Linked DNA regions of Sus scrofa: regions 2 and 3 are each linked to region 1. The links are chromatin contacts, called in public Hi-C maps. All regions are on one chromosome and are shown on one strand. The core of a region is the stretch at or near the end of the contact, and the rest is flanking DNA. Distances in the headings are between cores, read along the strand shown. Region 1 holds the start of DDA1 (DET1- and DDB1-associated protein 1). Region 2 holds the start of SLC27A1 (solute carrier family 27 member 1). Region 3 holds the start of HAUS8 (HAUS augmin-like complex subunit 8).

Region 1 (3,657 bases), core at 495-2,994:
CAGTGGGTCCCCTTCCCAAATCTGGGAGTAAGAGCGGAGTCGAGGGGCTGACCCCAGCTATTTACCAACGACATGACCTTCCTTCCAATGCCTTGCGAACTCGAGGTTGAGCGCCACGCAGCAGTCACACAGCAATCTTTTCTGACCTTTCTCGCTTTTTCTCTGACCGGGCAGGTGGCTCCAGCCCCAGGCCTGGCTGGGGTTCCCGGATACATGGGGACTCCCCGCCATGCAGCAGACCCGGGGCAAGGCGCGCGGGAACGAGTATCAGCCGAGTAACATCAAACGCAAGCACAAGCATGGTTGGGTCCGGCGCTTGAGAACGCCAACCGGGGTCCAAGTCATTCTTCGTCGCATGCACAAGGGCCGAAAATCATTGAGCCATTGAGAAGGGCGACGCTGCCGCCTGGACCCCTCATTAAATCATTTCCCTCGCTTAGCCTGTGGCTGTTTTTGTGGAGAGCTGGAGAGCAGGACGACTGGGATTCGGACGGACATGAATATCCCTCACATTGGCCCAGGGGAAGAAATCTGGTATTATACTGGAAAAAGGAGTGGAAGTCAGACCTTGCCCGGTGCTTTTTTACGCTTTTGAATTAGGAAGAATTTCGAACTTAACGCAACAGTCTAGTGACCAATTACCCACAACCCATCCTGCCCCCTCCTGAGATGCAAATCTCAGGCGTCAGATTATTCTGTAAATATTTCAGAAGGCACCTCTTCAAGATAAGGGCTCTTTAATACATATTCACAAAACTTTTCACAGCTGAAAAAAAGTTATCAGTTCTTTTAGTCATTGAAAGTCTAATAAATGTTCACATTTTCACTTGTGTTGTAAAATGTCGTGATTCCCACGGTTCTAGGAAGGCTTGTGGAGAGTTGGGAGGGATATGAACCCAACCACCTGCCCCTTGGGGATGGGCTATGTGACTTTGAGCAAGACCTTAACTCTCTGAGGCTTATCTGGCTTCTACAAAATCAGGTGCTCGTTTCTCCCTTGCTGTGTTGTTGCTGGAGTAATAATACTAACTTCCCCTTAGTAACCTGAGGAGTACTTCCTCAATAAATCCTTGTTCTGTCCAGGCTGTCAGGCTGGTGAGGAGTTGGGAGGTAGATTCGTACGCAGGCAGTTTGGACATAGTGGAGTCAGGGCTGGTAAGAGGGTGGTGAGGGCTATGGGGCCATGAGGAAGCACCCGACTTGGCATTGGGAAGAACACAGGGAAGGCTTCCAGGAAGAGATGGCAGGGTGTGGGAGGGCCGAAGGAAGGAGGGACTAGAGAGGGGTCAGCATAAAAGGTGGACGAATTTGGCTGGAGGGGCCCAGGATATGGGGCCGAGGAGGTGGGACTGAACCCTTGGGGTAATGAGGAGTCACGGGAAGTGTTCGAAGAAGAGTCTGGGTTGTCAGTTCAAAGATAATTCAAGCAGCTAGTGTGGAATAGCTTAGATATGCTGAAACCTAAGATTGGGACCCTGGGGAGGAGGCTGAGAGTGTCATGGTGGGTCCCCACCTCCGGGACCTCCAGGTGCCGCAGACTACAAATTCCAAGAGGCTTTGGGGGCAGCCTCCGCCCACTTCCGGAGTTCGCTGCCCCTCTCTTGCAATTCCCGGGCGGGGTTTTGCTCCCTCAACCGAACTTGACCACGAAGGGAGGAGGCGTGACGTCCAATGGGCGCGTGACTTAGTTAGATCAGGCCAATGGGAGCGCGCAAAGACCTTATAGCCTAGAGGCGGGGCTAGAGGGCGGACCAATGACGGACGGGCGGCCACACCATCAGTGTGGGCTGTGCGGTGGCTGGAAGTTACTGTGCGGCGGCGGCTAAGAAGGCGGCTGTGGTGGCGGCGGCGGCAGCAGAGACGGTGGCTGAGGAGGCGACGGAGGAAACAGAAGATGGTGAGGGTGGCTGCCGGGGCCGTACTCCCCCCTTCTCTTGACAAAATGGCGCCGCGGGCCCACCCACCCCCAGTAATCCCCCTGGCCCCTCACCGTCCTGCCTGGCCCCCTCTAGCCCGGCCCGCCCCTCCCTTTGACCCGTGCCCTTCGACCCCTAGACCCCTGCTGCGAGCTTCCTGCTGACCTCGCCCTGGCTCCATCTCCGACCCCTGACCCACCTAAGCTTTCAGGCCCTGACAAGTCATTCATTTCCGGGTCGCGGTCCCCCCGGAAATAGCCTAGGGGTGGGTATGGGGTCCCCCAAGACCCCCATCTCAGGTCCCGTTCTCCGCGCGGTAGGCCTGGGCTTTTCCAGTTTGAGAGGGCTTAGGAGGCCGGCCTGAGCGTCGGGGCGGGGAAGGGGCTTGATGCCTTGACGTGCGGGGCTTTGTCGCCAAAGGAAGTGCGACATCGCAAACTGCCCCAGTCCCCCGACCCCACCTCCAGATTTCTGCCCTGACCAGCTCTAAGAGGGAGTAACTTCGTCTCTCCAATCACCAGGCCCTACCTCTGTTAAATGGGGGTAGCAATAGTTCAGACCTCATACGATTGCGATAATTTAGGGAACTGACGTCTTAAAGAGCTTGGGATGGTGAACGCTCAACAGATGAGCTGGGTTACTCAGGGATGTTGACATCCCCTCTCAGCTGTCTCCTCATCTTGAAGTTGGGTTAATGCCAGCTCGTGGTTGGGAGGTTAAAATCCCCCCTGGGCCGCTCACTCATCCTGGGATTTGGGTCTGATGGTTCTTTGGGGTTTCCTGTCTCCACCTGTGAAGTGTGACACAGCCTCAGAGTTGGGTTGAAGCCCCCTCCGTTCCCCACACTACTTGACATCTTCAGGGCTGACAGGGGTAATGAAAGCTTTTGTCAGGGCAAGTCAAATCCCATTGGTCCTGGACTCAGGGTCCCAGCCCACAAGCCACAGTCCTTGGGGTGTGGTGGGGGATGGGCAAAAGAAGACTTCTTGTCACAAAGGGTATAGGAAACTGATAAGTGCATTCCTAGCACGTGGATCCCCAAGCCTGGGTGTTGTCCTTGATTCCTTGCTGCAGCCTCATTGCCCACGCCCAGACCATAGTGGGTTTTGTTGGCTCTGCCTCCAGAATGAATTCTAATTTTGTCCTTGGCTCCCCACCCTGGTCCAGGCACCTCTACCTCTCACCTGAACACCTGCTGCAGCCTCCTCCCTGGTCTCCTTCTCTCCATCCAGCCCCACTGGCAGTCCAGAACCAGAGGGAGTTTTTAAAGATGTCAGTCAGATTATACCACTTTCTAGCTTACAAAACACTCCAGGGGTTTCCTGTTGTAACCCCAATGAAACCCCAGCTCCCCCTCAGTCTCCAAGGTCCCTGCCCATCTCTGTGACCTCATCTTTTTACCCCCCACCCCCTTGAGCTTCAGCCACAGTGGCCTTGTTTTCACATTTTCACGCTCCAAGTCCCTGCCATCCCAGGGCCTTTGCACTCATTACTTCTTCTGCCTGGAATGCACCTTCTCCTGTGAACATCTCAGAATCCCCCATGTCTCTCCTCTCTCTGCACACCATTTCTTTTCCTCGTCTTGCTTTGGTTGGGTCACTGGCAGGCTGCCTACACAGGGACTGGCACACAGATAATCAGTGAGTGTTTGCTGAGGCAGTGGATGATAGCTTCTGGACCCAACTGTAGCTAGGATTTGTCTGGCTGAGTGAGGATTTCTCCCCGTTTCCAAGACCTTATT
Region 2 (3,437 bases), core at 355-2,854, 140 kb after region 1:
AGAGCCTTTTAGATTTGGGGATTACTGGCTGAGGACCCAGCAGTATATCTCCAGGAGGTGTGGGGAGAGTTGGAAGAGACTGTGATGAGCACTGTTTAGTCAGGGCTCAGTTTGCTTAGTAAGATGGAGGGAGGAGGAGAGGGAAGAAAGGGGGAGTAGGGAGAAGGGGAGGAGAAGACAGAGGAAGAAAAAGGGGGAAGGAGGGAAGCCAGGAAGAGAAGGCAGAGAAGGGGAAGGGGACTGGTGGGGAGGAGGGACGGGAGGGGAGAGGGGAAGGAGGACTGGGTGGAGGAGGGGAGGGAATAGAGAGAGGAAGAGCAAGGTGGGGAAGTGGAGGAAAGCAAAGCAGGGAAGGGAGGGAGAAACTTGAAGAGGGGAAGGAGAATGGGAGGCACAAGGAGAGCGGGAGGAAACTGGGGGAACAGAGGGAATCAGGGCAAGATGAAGAAGAGGCAGGAGAAGTTTAAGGAAGACTGAAAGGAGAGGAGGAGGGGGAGGGAGTGGAGAAAGGGGAGCAAGTTCTCTGCCCACATTTGTTTTTGTTGTGGTTGTTGGTTTTTTTTGTTTTTTGTTTTTTGTTTTTTTGTCTTTTTAGGGCCACACCCGTGGCATATGGAGGTTCCCAGGCTAGGGATCCAATTGGAGCTGTTGCCACCGGCCTCTGCCAGAGCCACAGCAACTAGGGATCCGAGCTGCATCTACAACCTACACCACAGCTCACGGCAATGCCAGATCCTTAACCCACTGAGCGAGGCCAGGGATCGAACCTGCAACCTCATGGTTCCTAGTCGGATTTGCCTCTGCTGCGCCACGACCGCGGGAACTCTTGTTTTGTTTTGTTTTGTTTTATGGCCACACCCCTGGCCTATGGAGCTTCCCGGGCCAGGAATGGAACCCCAGCTGCAGCTTTGACTTATGCAGCAGCTGCAGCAATGCCAGATCCTTCAAACCACTGTGCCAGGCTGAGGATTGATTCTGTGCCTCTGCAGTTACCCGAGCCCTGAAGTCAGATTCTTAACCCACCATGCCACAGTGGGAACTCCTCACATTTGTCTTTTTTTTTTGGTTGTGCATAGAACCCGAGCCATAGCAGTGACAGTGCCAAATTCTTAAGCACTAGGCCACCAGGGAACCCCTCTGCCCACATTTGTGAACGAATGAATCTCAACTCCAGCTAGCAAGAAAAGGCCTTAGTTTCTTTACCTGTAAAATAGGGTGATCACAATAGCACTACCTGGCAGGATAAGAGTGCGGCTGGGGTTACTGAGCATTGCTGACTTCACTGACACCTGGCTGAGAAAGTAGGGGGACCAGTGCCAGACCTCTCATCTGCCTCTTCATCCCCATTCCATCCACCCTAGGCAGCCTGAAGGGACTGATGGCAGCTTGGGGAAGAGGGGGGTGAGCGCCTGCCCAGTTCTGTCCTCCAAATGGTGCCGGAAGCAGGCCCTGGCTGCCTCCCAAGGAGAATGCTGAGAAGGTCAGCCAAACAGGGCAGAAAACGAGCAAGGGTGGGGTGGGCAGGGGTGCAGAAGAGAGGGAGCTTGGAGAGAGGGATCCAAGGCAGAGGCCCACATGGGCACAACACAGAGCAGTCCCCAGGAGTCTGCACAAACAGAAGCCCGGAAGGTGTAGGGACCTCTGTCTTAGCCTCACTGTCCCAGCCTGCCTACTGCCTGAACTTCTGGGAGCTGGCGACAGAACAAAGACTGAAGGTCAGTGAGCAGCTCCAGGTCAGCCAGGGAATACGGTGGTGGGTAGCCTGGCCAGCACGTGCCTTCGCCTGATCAGGGGGAGGGCTTTAGGGTCTCTAGGTGAGCGTTTAGGACCCTAGGACTCTGTGGAAGGGTGGGGACCTAGTGTGTGGATTTTGTTCTCCTTGGGGTGCTGGAGTGATAACATTGAGACTTAATTGACAAGATGTGGGGATATAGATTTGGAATTTAGCTGGGTTCTTGGAATATAGCTTTAAGAGTGAGATGGGGATTGGATCTTCTTGCCTAGGCTGTGGGTTCCAGATCCCTGGAATGTGGTCCCGTCCCCCCCCCCCCCCCCGCGCGGGCTTTTCAGGGCTGCACTGGCGGCATATTGAGGTTCCCAGGCTAGGGGGCCAACTGGAGCTACAGCTGCCGGCCTACACCACAGCCCCAGCAACGCGGGATCTGAGCCGCCACAGCTCACGGCAACGCGGGATCCTTAACCAGGGATCGAATCCGCAACCTCATGGTTCCTTGTCGGATTCGTTCCGCCGTGCCACAACAGGAACTCCGGGAAAGTGTGTTTAAAACCGAAGAGGCTTTGGGAATTGCATTTAGAACAAGAATCCAGTACAGGCAGGCCCTGAGTGTGAATTGGGCGTTTCTAGTCCGCAGGGGTAGGGATCCTGGTTGCCATTAGGGCTTGGGCCGGGGGCGCCTGGGAGCTATACCTCTCGGCTGAGGCACTCACGGGTTTCCTAAACTCCACGCAGGGAGGGATGGGGAGGTAGGGAAGGGAAGCTGGTAGCTGGAGAAATTTAGTTGTCATGGAGACAGCGGCCGTCCTTGCTGGGGCGTTCTAGCCCCCAGGTCTTGTTGGCCGTCGTCTCTCTGGCCAAGGGGCCCTCTCTATGGTCGTGGCCTCCGGAAGGGGGCGGATCTCGGCAGAGGGGCTATAAGCCCGACAGGTCTGAAGAGAGCCTGCCCGGAGGGCAGGTGGGGCGGGGCCTAGGTTGCTAGGTGGGACGAAATAAGCCCGGAAGGTGGTGACTGGTTCAAAGCTTGAGGGCGGGGCCGGTGCCAGTAGAACTTGGGCCCGGGAATGCCGGCTAGGCCCTAGGCTGGGGGCGGGGCTTCAGTTACAGGGGCGGGGCCTCATTCAGAGAGGGCGGGGCGTATGCTTGTGGGCGTGGTCATAGTTCCAACTTGGTTCTTGACGAGCGAAACTGGAATGGGTTTGTGCTTGTGGGCGGGGCCAAATGAATAGTGGGGGTGGGTAGAGGTGGCACCTGGAGGAAAGCCAAGCACTCTGGGCTGGTGGATTCTGGGACCAAGAACAGAGGTGTAGTGTCGCATGGGGGCGGGACCTGGTCGAGTGACTAGGAATGGCCTGGGTCTGTGGTGGGGGCCAAGGTGGAGCCTAGGCTTGGGGGCCAAGTCGTTAGGGAGGAGCTTGGGTCCCAGAATAGTCGCTACGTAGAGGATTGGGGTGGGCCTGACAGTGGCTGACGGGACGGAAGAGCTGTTTCTGGGAGAGTGGCCTTTGCTAATGATTGACAGAAAAGGCTGGGCTAGGCGTAAGGAGACGTGCCCAATTTGGGACGGGGCGGAGCCCTGGCCTGGGGGCGGGGTCTGTATGAGACAAGCCCATTCTCACGCATGGGGCGGGGCCTTACTCTAAAAGAGAGGAGCTCGACCTGGGGGCGGAGTTGGGCTGGTCGTGGGGCGGGGCTCGGGCCT
Region 3 (3,497 bases), core at 609-3,108, 190 kb before region 1:
GGTCAAAGAAGCCAAGCACATAAGGCTTGTATGATTCCCCTGATGTGAAATGTCCAAAAGAGGCAAATCCATAGAGACAGAAACACAGATTGGTGGTTCTAATATGTTCTAAAATTAGGTTGTTGGGAGTTCCCATTGTGGCGCAGTGGAAACGAATCCGACTAGGAACCATGAGATGGAGGGTTTGAGCCCTGGCCTTGCTCAGTGGGTTAAGGATCTGGTGTTGCTGTGGCTGTGGTGTAGGCTGGCAGCTACAGCTCTGATTCAACCCCTAGCCTGGGAACCTCCATGTGCCACAGGCGGGGCCCTAAAAAGACAAAAAAATGAAAAATAATAAAAAAAGAACAAAGCCTGATGTGATAGGGGACTGGGTTCCATGAATTTAAGAATCACTGACTAATTAGTTGGCAGGTATGGGAGAGCTGGGTCCAGTTTGGGCAAGTGGATACCAGACAGGAGCCTGGATGCTGTAAATCCTGCTGATGTTACACGACAGGCTCCACTGGTGACAGCAGTGGTGGTCCCCGTGCTCAGCTCACTGCAGCCTCCTTCTGTGTAGTAGGCTCTGGGGACACCAAAGTGAGACCCAGGCCATGGTGGGGGACGCCTCCAGGCACAGCAGGGAGAAGCAACTTTAACAAATGCTGGCTGGGTGCCACCTGCTCTGCTCCTTCCTTGGAATCCTCCCAACCCTAAAAATACCTAACAGTTGACCTGCTTTATCTTCATTTTCCAGACAAGGACTGTAGGTTTATACAGGTCATATAAACTTTGTGCCTGTTTTTTCAGGCTTTGCCTCCTTGAAATATTCTTGCTTTCAATCGATTCAAGAATTAGGGCGATTTTGCTTCTAGCATCCAGCTGGTCTAGGGGCTAGGATTCCTGATTTTCACCCAGGCTGCCCAAGTTCAATTCCTGAGCAGTTAAGATCTAACTTCAAGTCATTAGTCACTCCTGTCTCTCCGAGATCAGGTGGAGGAAACAAAAGTGATTTCACATGGCCTACTCAATTTTAATTCACACAGGCACAAAAGACATTGTGGAATGAACAAATAAACACAGCCCAGGAATCATGCCTGGCACCAGGGAAATGTTACCTAACCCTAACCCTTGCTCTTGCTGTGTGGGCCTGAGCAAATGACCTTCCCTCCCTAAAACTCCATCATCTCCTTTGTCCACTGCAAAATGATAATTGTAATAACAAAGGACCACTTTTAGGGTCCAGTCACTGTTTTAAACGCTTTGAAACCACCCACTAAGCCTACAAGGTTGAGCGGTAGCGTCATCAGCCCGCGGAGGAAAGCGAGGCAAAGAAGTTTAAGCCACTCGCCAGAGATGACCCAGGATCTAGCAGGCTTGACCAGGGACTCGAACTCAACCTCTGGTCCTGAGCCCACGCTGCAGGGCATGCGCATGGGCTGCATCCCACCTCCCAGAACCTACGCATCCTCCATGGTTCTCGGACGGGTCAGATCCGGACTCTCCCCGAGGACCCTCGCTCCCCAACTCTGCTGCCCTTCTGTCCCTAGCGCTCGACCATGGCCCTCCACTGGCACCCACAAATCCAGACCCGCAGCATCTCAACTCACCCAGCGCCACGCCCCGAGGTATCCGCCATTTTCCCGCCTTCAACTCAAAGGCCTGCTCTTCAAGTCCGCGCCCGCGCCCCCGCCCCCACCTCGACCAGGCCACATTGAGACGCCTCAGGAGGGGTTGCCGCGGGCCGTGATGAGTGTGGCTGTAGGCAGAGCGGGCGACTCCTCCGCGTGCGCCTCTCTGCCTTCCCCTCACACTTGGTTTCGCCCACCAGTGGCAGGGGGCGGTGGCATGGGCCGGTGGCAGGGGCCGGGTCGGAAGTGATGGGCGTGGTTTAGGGGTCCCCGCCCCCTAGCGCGCTGGCGTCACGCCCCCCGGACCCCGCCCCTCCGGAACCCGGAAGCGGGAGCGCGCGGGGGAGCCGCGGGCGCGGCGGGGCGGAGCGGCCCGAGGAGCAGCGGGCTGGCTGCCGGGCGGGGATCCGGCCCGGGACCGGCGGCGCGCGGCGGCCGAGGCCCAGGTGAGTGCCGGGCGGCCGCGGGTTGAGTGTTCGATCTTGAAGCTCTCATCGGCGGGCTGCCTTGTGGAGGGACGGATCTGAGGGTTATTGGGGGGGCGCGAAGGCAGGGGTCTAGGGGGCGGGAACGAGCGTGGGTGTCGCGGAGGGTTTGCAGGAGACGGAGTGGGAATGGGAGGATGAAGGAAAGTTGATGTGATGAGTCTGGTGAAGGAGTTTTTGGGCGGGTGTGGAGGCAGATCTTGTGGCTTTGAGCAGCTTCTCTGTGGAGGACGTGGCTTAAGTGGTAGTTGGAGGGTCGCAGGAAATGGGGCTGGGAGGGGGAGAGGCAAAGAGGCGGGGTTGAGAGGCCCAAGCTGGGGGTTGAGAGGAGCGAGGCCGCTGGGGGAACAGTCGGGGTGCGATTGGGAGGGAAGGGGTGCAGGACGGCCTGGGGGCGTCTTCCTGCGGTTGAAGAGGTAGAGGAATAGTGCCTGAGGGAGGGCAGTGCCTAGGACTCAGTGGTTGCTCAATAAACGCGAGGGGTTCTGAACCCAGTGGTACGGTGGCTGGCCGAATTGGTAAGAGGAGAAATGGGGGAGGGGAGGAGAGGCAGAAGCGGGGGTAGAAGTCAAGGCAAGAAACAGCTGAGGTCCGGTCCAGGGAGCGCCTGGGGAGGAGGGGAGGAAGGAAAAGACTAAAGGAAATGAAAGGACTAAAGTGGCCCGGTTCCGATGTTGGGGTGCAGCCCATGGAGATTCGAGGGCCTTCCTGTCCCCCTCTTGATTCATCTTATTCCTGACTTTGCCCCCAACTGCTGGGTGAGCCAGGCTAGTCCCAGCGCCTTCTGGGTGGTATTCAGGACTTGAAAACCCAACACTCTCCTCCTAAGACAGGGCTGGCCAGAGCCCGGGGGTTCTAGAGAGCAAGGAAGGTGCTATTGGGCCCGCTATGGGACCGGAACTGGGTTTCAGCGGGGAGGGGGGTGGGTGTGCACAGAACCCGCATGTGCTAAGCTGTCACCACCTCCTCCGAGTTGCATCCTTGGACTTAAATGGGTAAAACGACATACAGGAAATCTGTCCCCCAGCGGCTCTGAGCTTGCTCAGCCTGGGAGAGGCATAGCAGCCAGCAGGCGCCCTGTAGGCCAGGGGTCTTTAAGGGAAAGCCTCTCCTGTACCTCTTTGTCTGAGGTGGGAGCTGGTGGGAAGATTGTGCCTTACACTTGGTGGGTACCCGCTCCTTTCTTCCTGAGGTATATTCTGGTCTTGGAGTCTCCAGACTCTTTAGGCATCCAGGAGCAGTGGGAGGTGACATGGGCAGCCAGAAAGTTGTGTCCGATATGCCTGGGTCTGGTGGGGGCCTTGCACTAAATAGTTTTGATCAGCATTAATTTCCTAACCCTGTGAATCCTTGTCTGGGATCTGCAAGAAGGGCCAGGGAGCCTGGGTTTTTAACGCATTCG

Evidence for each region. A called contact is a pair of places that touch in the nucleus more often than the background predicts.
Region 2: a Hi-C map of liver shows a contact between it and region 1, with 8 times the contacts expected there. The contact joins the promoter of SLC27A1 here to the promoter of DDA1 in region 1. A contact is called at or near these places in 1 of 47 Hi-C or Micro-C datasets (liver) and 1 of 2 datasets of contacts at active chromatin or transcription factors (alveolar macrophages).
Region 3: a contact with region 1 is called in a Hi-C map of liver, with 3 times the contacts expected there. The contact joins the promoter of HAUS8 here to the promoter of DDA1 in region 1. A contact is called at or near these places in 1 of 5 promoter capture datasets (fetal liver), 4 of 47 Hi-C or Micro-C datasets (fetal heart ventricle, heart right ventricle and liver) and 1 of 2 datasets of contacts at active chromatin or transcription factors (alveolar macrophages).

Annotation. Positions count from the first base shown.
Region 1 is chr2:60,375,073-60,378,729 of Sscrofa11.1, reverse strand. DDA1 (DET1- and DDB1-associated protein 1) reads left to right here and starts at 1,744. Exons shown (of 5, transcript XM_021083567.1): 1 at 1,744-1,897. The coding sequence starts at 1,895. MRPL34 (39S ribosomal protein L34, mitochondrial) reads left to right here. Exons shown (of 2, transcript XM_021083568.1): 2 at 175-826. The coding sequence ends at 388.
Region 2 is chr2:60,233,755-60,237,191 of Sscrofa11.1, reverse strand. SLC27A1 (solute carrier family 27 member 1) reads left to right here and starts at 1,604. Exons shown (of 13, transcript NM_001083931.1): 1 at 1,604-1,715.
Region 3 is chr2:60,565,936-60,569,432 of Sscrofa11.1, reverse strand. It overlaps HAUS8 (HAUS augmin-like complex subunit 8), which reads right to left and starts at 1,858. Exons shown (of 11, transcript XM_021083576.1): 1 at 1,590-1,858. The coding sequence starts at 1,618. It overlaps MYO9B (unconventional myosin-IXb), which reads left to right and starts at 1,954. Exons shown (of 42, transcript XM_021083575.1): 1 at 1,954-2,056.